Linked DNA regions of Mus musculus: region 2 is linked to region 1. A link is a contact called in public promoter capture Hi-C data. All regions are on one chromosome and are shown on one strand. Each heading gives the region's core, a stretch centred on a gene start, on an enhancer-like site or on the middle of the called end of the contact. The rest is flanking DNA. Distances are from core to core; before and after follow the strand shown. Region 1 holds the start of Pcna (proliferating cell nuclear antigen). Region 2 overlaps AU019990 (expressed sequence AU019990).

What was found. Promoter capture Hi-C pulls out the DNA fragments that hold promoters and counts their contacts.
Region 2: a promoter capture Hi-C map of cranial neural crest shows a contact between it and region 1. The contact joins the enhancer-like site here to the promoter of Pcna in region 1. A contact is called at or near these places in 1 of 39 promoter capture datasets (cranial neural crest) and 4 of 115 datasets of contacts at active chromatin or transcription factors (effector CD8 T cells, embryonic stem cells, large pre-B cells and 1 more).

What each region holds. Positions count from the first base shown.
Region 1 is chr2:132,251,131-132,256,220 of GRCm38.p6, forward strand. It overlaps Pcna (proliferating cell nuclear antigen), which reads right to left and starts at 2,050. Exons shown (of 6, transcript NM_011045.2): 1 at 1,686-2,050; 2 at 773-870; 3 at 561-628; 4 at 114-308. The coding sequence starts at 1,906. It also overlaps a transcript of Cds2 not described here.
Region 2 is chr2:132,651,124-132,655,713 of GRCm38.p6, forward strand. AU019990 (expressed sequence AU019990) reads left to right here. Exons shown (of 6, transcript NR_033468.1): 6 at 1,673-1,944. Among named protein-coding and RNA genes, the nearest start is that of Shld1, 34 kb to the right of the region's middle. Within about 2 kb of position 2,113, at least 29 of the 459 cell types and tissues checked have an H3K27ac peak or open chromatin away from gene starts, as enhancers often do. A contact at or near this core is called in embryonic stem cells, where this site is marked.

The DNA.
Region 1 (5,090 bases), core at 800-3,299:
AGATAGCTTGGTCTACTCAAGACTCCATCTCAAAATGAATGAATAAATAAAAACAAAAGCCGAGGCTCCATCCCTGCTTCAGACACCTAACTGGACGCCCCCTTACTACTCACCGCCTCCTCTTCTTTATCCACATTACTTGTTTGTGACAACTTAATGTTCCCATTGCCAAGCTCTCCACTTGCAGAAAACTTCACCCCATTCTTTGCACAGGATATCACAACAGCATCTCCAATGTGGCTAAGGTCTCGGCATATACGTGCAAATTCACCCGACGGCATCTTTATTACACAGCTGTACTCCTGTTCCTGTAAACCCACAAGTTAAAGGTCAGTCTAGAAAAGGGGGAAGGCTCAGCTTCATGTTCTCAAGATTTAGCATCTTAACCAGAACTCAGAATGCAAGACTTCTGGTTTCTTTAAAACTCAATCAACTTTAGACTGCTGTGGTTTAGTGAAATGGCAGTGTGCCATTCATCCCCAATACCACCACTCCACTCAGAACACGCATCAGCTGGTATCACAGCAGGGTAACACACAATCAGAAACAAGGTAACTCACTGGGATTCCAAGTTGCTCCACATCTAAGTCCATTAACTTCATTTCATAGTCTGAAACTTTCTCTTGATCTACCAAAAGAAGGAAAATGTTACCAAAGCACACCACACGGTCCTATCTATGATGGAAATTTTACAATATTGTTAATATTTTTTTTTGGTTTTGAGAAACAGAAACAACACGTAACTACCGAGTTTTAAAGGTGTTTAACTTACTTGGTGCTTCGAATACTAGTGCTAAGGTGTCTGCATTATCTTCAGCCCTTAATGTAATGATGTCTTCATTACCAGCACATTTTAGAATTTTGGACATGCTAGGGGGGAAAAAAAAAAAGACAGGCTTTATCAACATGTAATCCACATCTATATTTTAAAAAGCAATTACAAGTTGTACCATTTCACACTCACGGTTGGAGAACTGTTAAAGGGGCTAAGGGTACCCCAAACTCTCTCAGGGGTGAAGCAAATTACCGGGTATATGTGATTCTTAAAACCGACTTAGTAAAATGCACTAAAAGCCAACATTCGAGAAAGCATCTTTTTGAGCGGGGTGTCCTTGGTTTCTAGTGTACTGGAGAATGTGCCCCATCACGTCTGGCCTTTTCGTAAATCTTTCAAAATGTATACAAGTGGCACTAATCCATGTATCTGTACTAAAATAAGTCACACACTGTCCTTGAACACGTATACAGGAGGCACTAACCTAGGTAGCTGTAGCAAAGTTAAAAGCTAAAACTGACAGATTTCCCCTCAAATCCATGATGCGCAGTGAGACTCTGGAAGTCAAGAAAAGGTCTATTGTCACTCTAAGTCGACATTACATTTGCACTAAGACTCGTTTATTAGGCGCTAAGACCAGCCACTCAAAGCTGCAGGCATTTAATGAGCACAGCTCCGGAGCACTCATTTTCCCGCGGACTCCCGCTTTGTGGCTTTGGCGCGGAAACAGAGTGGGCGCCACTGCCAGCGCGGGCTTTTCGGAACCGCGCGCTTTGGTGAGGGCTGCCCCCGACACCATAGACCAATCAGAAAGCGCGGATGGCCAAGCCAGCCAATGAGCGTGCAGAGTCACAGCCCCGCCAAGAGCGGAAGCGGGAAGAGTGGGGCCCCGCTCCCGCCACCCGCTCACCTGGTGAGGTTCACGCCCATGGCTAGGTTGCGGTCGCAGCGGTATGTGTCGAAGCCTTCGGAGCGCAGAGTAAGCTGTACCAAGGAGACGTGAGACGAGTCCATGCTCTGCAGGTTCACGCCGCCCGAGCTGACGTCCCAGCAGGCCTCATTGATGAGGTCTTTGAGAGCCTCCAGCACCTTCTTCAGGATGGAGCCCTGGATCAGGCGTGCCTCAAACATGGTGGCGGAGTTGTGGCGACTAGATGAGAGCTACTCTAAGAGGAACGAGGTCTGGCTGCCAAGGTCCCCCGATTCACGATGCAGAAGCGGCAGCGAAGGCCTACAGCGACAACTACCAACCCTCTGCGCCCGCAACCGTCTAATGCCGCGGCTTCCTAGGCGCGCGCCTTTTCCCTGCGCGAGGTCATGACGCCACAGCGCTGATCCACCCACCTCTCCTCAAGGACCAATCGTACCCGTGGTTTGAGCAAGGCCCGCCCCACCGCGTATGCAAAGGCGGGGCTGCGGGGTAGGAGCCTGGGAGGCGAGGGGCATCACGGGGTTCGCGTAGGCTGTCGTCACCGCCCAAGTTTGTGGGAGTTTAGGCTGCAGTTTCCATCCTTAGGAAGTTTCCGCGCCACGGAAGTGGAAGTCACAGGCAAATCGAGCTGTGCGCGGCGGCCTGCCTTGAAGCTGGAGAGTATTTTAAACACTACGGAGCGTTTTCCCTAACGTAAGAAATACGCTGCAAAATATCGAGTAATAAAGAGGCCACCATATTTTAACACCCCTACCCCCCCCCCCATTTCATATCACTTTTCTGTGTGCGTCGCTCTGAACTTTTCTCTCTAAAGACTAAAAAAATACCTCTTAACGTGAACGCTTCTCCAAAGAAGATACCAAGTCCATATGTATCACGTAATTATTTTCCTTTTATGTCTGGTTCTCTACATTTTTCTAAAGGTAGATATTACTAGTATTTTCATCTTAATTTTAGGCTGAAGATGAACCCGAGCCTGAGCCCCATCCTGAAAATGTTAGCTGTTGCAGGTGGAGCGTCTTTCATATGTCCCTGGGCTGCAGCATTTTGTTCTACTAAAGTTTTTTTGTTTTTTTGTTTTTCCTATTGATTATGAGGATGGGGAAGAACTGACTGCAGGTAGATTAACATCATTTACAAAAGGATATAGAGTTTTTCAATTTCTCATGTTTTTTTCTTTTGGTTTTGGTGGTAGGTAAAATATATTTGATAATGAAAGTGTAATACTTTAATGTGAAACTTGATAGTTTCCATTTGGAATGCCTCTTCTAACTGTATAGAAGTTGGTTGAGTTGTGAAGAAAGCTTTTGGTGTGTGATGTTTTATTTATGTGTGTAAGGGTTTTTTGTTTGTTTGCTTTTCACTAATAAGGTATATACAATTTCAGAAAGTTAAAAGGACCGTTTTAGCTGGTGAGAGTGATTAGTGATTATAATTCCAGCACATGGGAAGGCTGAGGTCGGAGGGCCTAGATTTAAACTCACCTTGGACTATCTACCAAGACTGACCAAAGGGGAAAAAGTTTACATAGGAGCATATTAATTCCATTTCATGTTCATTTATTCTTTCCTTATTCACTGCATTTCCCTTTAGTTTGTCTTGTTTGATTTTTCTTTTCCTGGCTTGGGGATTTAGCCAGAAAACTGTATAACTTATTGAGCTATAGCCTCAGCCTGTTAAGAGTCTCCATAATTTTTTGAGGCTTGCATCAAACTCACTCTGTTATCCATGCTGGCCTTGAACTCACAATTTGATGCCACAGTCTGGCATCAAGCTTAACTCTTTAGTTTCATTTAATATCTTGGTTTGTAGGATTTCTCAGCTTTTTTTTTCTTTTATTCTTTTCACCATATATCTAGGTATGCTGAGACACAAATGTATTAATCACTCTCACAGTATTGAAGATTCATTGATTCCATCAGGTCTAGAATACTCTCGACCACTCTGATGGCAAGTGTTCGGTTTCCCTACACTGTTCACTGCCCGGCGTGTGGATTTTACAGAACTTTAGATCTATTCAGTTGTTTTGTTTTGTTTTGTTTTGTTTGAGATAAGGGTCTCTCATGTTCCCTGGCTGTACTGGAGTTTGCTTGGTAGACCAGGCTGGCAAATTTGACTTTTTAAAATTGGTGTGTATGCATCCAGCCCAGCATTTATGTCAGCTTATAAGGTGCATCATTATTTTATGCAGCACAAACGAGGAAAACTGTCAAACTACCACACAGTGCTATATCACATACAATTTTGATACTATAATAGTTACAAATAAAAACAGTTATGGGCTGGAGACATGGCTCAGTGGTTAAGAGTACTTGCTGTTCTTCCAAAGGTCCCGAGTTCAATTCCCAGAACCTGCATGGCAGCTCACAGCTGTGTGATGCCATCCTCTGGTGTACATGCAGGAAAGGACCTGTATTTGTATAAATGCATAAATAAATAAATCTTTAAAATATTGAATACAATTTTTTTAAAATTAAAAACAAAACCCAGAAAACCCCACTACTATACTTTCAGCCCCCACCCCTTAATCATATATTACCCTTGTGGGTATCTTTTAAGAAAAACATGGGAGCCGGGCGTGGTGGCTCACGCCTTTAATCCCAGCACTTGGGAGGCAGAGGCAGGTGAATTTCTGAGTTCGAGGCCAGCCTGGTCTACAGAGTGAGTTCCAGGACAGCCAAGACTACACAGAGAAACTCTGAAACAAAAAACCAAAAAAAAAAAAAAAAAAAAAACCAAAAAAAAAAAAAGAAAGAAAAACATGGGAGCTAGGGTTACATAGTGATAGAGTGCTTGCCTGACCTGTACAACACATGATCTCCATCCTCACAGAAGACACGACAGAGAGGTGTTCACACTGTCTGTTTATAGTAGTGCTATCAGTTTCCCACTGAGCTGCTGCTGCTGCTGTTTTTAATGTATTACACTCTGCTTTGTTAAGGATGTCAATGCTCAAGAGTGCAAGTCTAGGGATAAAAGTCTAAAAATATTTTTTAAAAAGAGTACTATTCTGTTGCATCTGGAGTTTCATCCACTTGTGAATTTTAATGCTGGCATTTCTTGTTTTACATGTAATAAATTATTGTTTTATTAACATTTATTTATATGTGGTGCATGCATGCCTTAGCGCATGTGTGGAGGTCAGAGGAAAACACGTAAGAGTCAGCTCCGTTCTTTCACCCTGGATCCCAGGATAGAACTCAGGTTGCCAGGCTTAGTGGTAAGTTAAGTCCCTTTACCTGCTAAGCTGTCTTGACAGCCTGAATTATTCCTTCACACAGCAAGAGATAATGTAGGACTGGTCTTGCAGCTTAGTGTTACTGTGTGTCCAACAACACAGCACAAACAAAAATAAAAACCCATCATACAGCTACATATATTTGT
Region 2 (4,590 bases), core at 863-3,362, 400 kb after region 1:
AGAGAGAGAGAGAGAGAGAGAGATGACTCCTAGTGATATTCTGCTATATTCATAGATAGGAGCCTAGCATAATCGTCATCAGAGTTCTACCCAGCAACTGATGGAAACAGATGCAGAGACCCACAGCCAAACATTAGAGGGAGCTGGGTGAATCCTGCAGCAGGGAATTGTAGAAGACAGACTTGTCAAGGACACCACAGGGAAACTGACAGAATCAACCCACCTGGGCTCATGGGAGCTCACAAAGACTGAACTGACAACCAGGGAGCCTGCATGGGTGTGACCTAGGTCCTCTGCATATTTGTTATAGTTGTGTAGCTTGGTCTTCTTGTGGGACTCCTAACAATGGGAACAGGGGCTGTCTCTGACCTTTTTGCCTGCTTTCGGGATCCTTTTCCTCCTGAGATGCCGCATCCAGGCTTAATGTGAGGGGAGGTGCCTAGTCTTACTGGGACTTGGCATGCCAATTTGGTTGATATCCAAGGGAGGCATCCACCCCTTTTTCTGAAGGAAAACAAGGAGGATGGGATGAGGGGGACTGGCAGGAGAGGAAAGAGGAAAAACTGCTATCAGGATGTAATATATGAGAGAATAAATAATTTTTTTTTTAATCTAAGAACATAAGCCAGGCGTGGTGGTACACACCTTTAATCACAGCACTCAGGAGGCAGAGGCAGGTGGATTTCTGAGTTCGAAGCCAGCCTGGTCTACAGAGTGAGTTCCAGGACAGCTAGGGCTATACAGAGAAACCCTATCTTGGGAAAAAAAAAAATCTATGAACATAACCCAACTACCGCCATATCTAATGGATTGGAAATATTTGACAACCTTCTAACTTCCTTGATGTCAAAAAAAATGAGTAAAAATTAATTTATTGTAACTAAAAAAAATTTTTTTTAACTTAAAAATTTGTTTTGCATTTAGTGTGGTGGTACGGAACTTTAATTCCAGCACTCAGGAGGCAGAGGTTGGTGGGTCTCTGTAAGTTAACTGAAAAAGAATTGACTTAACCTTGATCAAAGAATTTAGATTAGATTTTTTTTTTTCAGCATAAAAAAACATTTAAAGAATTTATATAGGAAAGGGAACCAAAATCTTGCTTGAGTATTACAAAAGAGAGGAAGGAAGGAAGGAAGGAAAAAAGGAAGGAAGGAAAGAAGGAAGGAAGGAAGGAAGGAAGGAAGGAAGGAAGGAAGGAAGGAAGGAAGGAAGCAAGGAAGGGTAGAGAGAAAAGGGGCTGACATGGGACTTTTTGCTGAACAAAAGGCCTTCTGGCCTCCTTGCATGCTGTAGTTTCTCTGGAGCCCCTAAATCCGTGTTAGAATTTGTAAAAGAAAAACATGTGGCAGTAACATTAGAAGACTGTAGGCCATGCATCGCCTCAGATCAGCATCAAAAGGATGAATGGGAGGGGGGCCGGGGAGGGGGATGGCCCTAGGGCTGTCTAGAGCTCGGTTTCTTAAACTGTGGATCAACACCCCATATCGGGTTATGCTACTGAATGCGAGAGAGGGCACAGAAAAAATCTGGAAGCAGTAAAAGGTTACTGAACCCCTAGAATTAAAATTTAATTCAAAGTCAAATGCCTCATAAATCTAAGCTGTTTCTGCCAGAGCTCACTCTTGCTGCACAGCGCCATGCAGTTTTAACCTAGCCTTGGTTCTGATTACAGTGTGTGAGTTCCCGGATGCAAGGTCAACGAGCAAGGAGAACTGTCGCAAACACGCCTGCTCAGACTCCAGGCCTGTGTGCGTTGTGGACTGCCGTGCTTTTGGTTTTTACTGTTATAGAAACACAGCAGTTTAAGTACAGAAAACAAAGACACTTAATATTTTCCTACTGATACTCCTTGGCATTAAATTAGTATACGTTTGGATTATATTGTGTCAAGTGCTTGATTTTAAAAATTGCCATTTGAGTGACTCACTCAAGTGTCATTAAAAAGCAATCACAGAGTAAAGCCTGGTGTGGTGGCCCGTGATTCTAATTTCTGCATTCGGTAGACAGAGGCAGGGGGATCCTCACGAGTTCAAGCCCAGTTGGGGCTCCACAGGAGACCCTGAGTCCAGAAAACTGGAGAAAAGGACCAAGAAAAGAATCTTACTTTGGTTTTAGGACAGAATTTCCAGGCAGGCTGGAGAGATGGCGTAAGCTGTAAGCCCTAACTCAGTCCTCAGACCCCACATGGCAGGAGAGGGTACACTCTCAGCAGCTGTCCTCTGACCTCCACAAACATGCTGTGCACACACACACACACACACACACACACACACACACACACGCAGGCACATACTAATAATAAAATTTAAAATAATTTTTAAAAAGCTTTGTTTCAAAGATATCTCTCTCTCTCTCTCTCTCTCTCTCTGTGTGTGTGTGTGTGTGTGTGTGTGTGTGTGTGTGTGAACATGTGCCACTGTATGTGGGTGCCACATGAGTCCAGAATACGGTGTCAGCCTCCCTAGAGCTGGAGTTACAGGCAGTTGTCAGTTGCCTGACATGGGTGTTGGAACCAAACTCAAGTCCTCTGGAATTACAGCAAGTGCTCTCAACTCCTGAGCCACCTCCCAGGCCCCCTTACAGATAACTGAAAAATTAAAAAGAATTTCCAACAATCTCTGTGTGATGGTTTGTATATGCTCACCCCAGGGAATGAAACTATTAAGAGGTTGGAGTAGGTGTGTCACTGTGGATGTGGGCTTTAAGACCCTCATCCTAGCTGCCTGGAAGTCAGTATTCTGCTAGCAACCTTCAGATGAAGATGTAGAACTCTCAGCTCTGTCTGTACCATGCCTGCCTGGATGCTGCCATGTTCCCACCTTGATGACAATGGACTGAACCTCTGAACCTGTAAGCCAGCCGCAATTAAATGTTGTCCTTATAAGAGCTACCTTGGTCACAGCAGTAAAACTCTAACTGAGACACTCTGAAATGGTTCTAAACATACTTCTGCCATGTTGCTCTATTTATTTAATTGAAGTACTCTCTGTTGGTAATTATAAAAACAAAGAATTGATCTACTTCGAAGAACATTGAAGATGCTGTGTCTTGTAGCAGCAGATATTTGTCATAATTTAATTCTTTATGTAAAACATCTGAGAACATCTAGCTCATTTCTATGCACATTTGCTTTATTCCTTAATAAATGGTAACAATTATATGCCTCAGACTTCCAAGTGCTGGGATAACAGACCATTCAATTCCCAAAGAATTGCTTTAAAATATTTTTTCATGATTTTATCAGAAAATGTTTAATTTGTAATTTATTTTATATGCTTATATGCCTGGGTCCTATAAAAACTTCTCAGGCAAAAAGAGGCTCATGGGAACAGTTTATGAAGCTTTGCTCTGGGGCAGCTCAGGGAGGGTTGAGTTTGGAGACTTCTATTCCTTCGTGCAGTTACCCACTGTCAAATGAGGAAAAAGAAAATATAGAGTGTTTTCGGGGCTGGAGACATGGCTCAGCAGTTAAGAGCACTGACTGCTCTTCCAGAGGTTCAATTCCCAGCAACCACGTGGTGGCTCACAGCCATCTGTAATGGGATCCAATGCCCTCTTTTTGTGTGTCTGAAGACAGCTACAGTGTACTCACATACATAAAATAAAAATAAATCTTTGAAAAAAATATGGAGTGTTTTTAACTGTACAGTTGTGAGGGGTACAGAGATTCACTGTGTACAGGCTATGCTAGTACCCCTTACCCAGGGAACAGACGGGCTTATGGCTCACCCATCTTATACACAGAGTCCTTTTGACAGTCCACCCCCTTGATGGGGCAGATAAGTATGTAGGCTTGCAAAAAGCAAACCAACCACTTAATTAGCAAATGGATCCAAGTTGGTCTAAGGGCATAGTTCAGCTGAAAGGCATTTGCCCAGCTTGAGGCCTTGGGTTTACACACTGACAGTATGAAAACAAGGAAACTACAAACAGCTAGATGTAGAAATGCCCATTTGTCATCACAGAACATAGGAAGTTCATAGGTACAGGGCCAGCTCAGACCACACAGTGAGTGTGAGCCAGCCTGCGCTGCACATGACCCTGTTTTTAAAGTCAAGTTTTCTTTTCAATCTACCAAGTTGTTTAAGGTTAGCCTTAAAATAGAACACCCCAGTAATAGGATCAGCACAGAACAAGAACTCCGTCTCAGAGAGGGAACAGACAGAAAGTGATCCTGCTGGCCTTCTACCCCGTGGAACCTTCCAGGAATGAGCAGGTAGTGCTGTATCAAATGTGTCAGCTCTCCTCAGTCGCCTGGTTCTGCATGACTTTCTTGTGTCACCAGACCTAACCTTTTATAGTACCCATTTCTGACTAGAAATTTAGTATATAACCTAATTAGCTAGAGGACGTGGATTTTACTCTATAGAATATGAACTTAATGAAGAATTGGAATCTAAGGGATGGAGAAATGGCTTAGCAGTTTAGAGAACTGGCTGTTCTTCAGAGGACCTAGGTTCAGTTCCCAGAACTGGCATGATGGCTCAGAATCATCTGTAACTCCAGTTCCAGAGGGTCTGATGCCCTCTTCTGGCTTTCTTGGGTGCCAGGCACACTCATGGTGCACATACGTGCCCATAAACAAAAGTC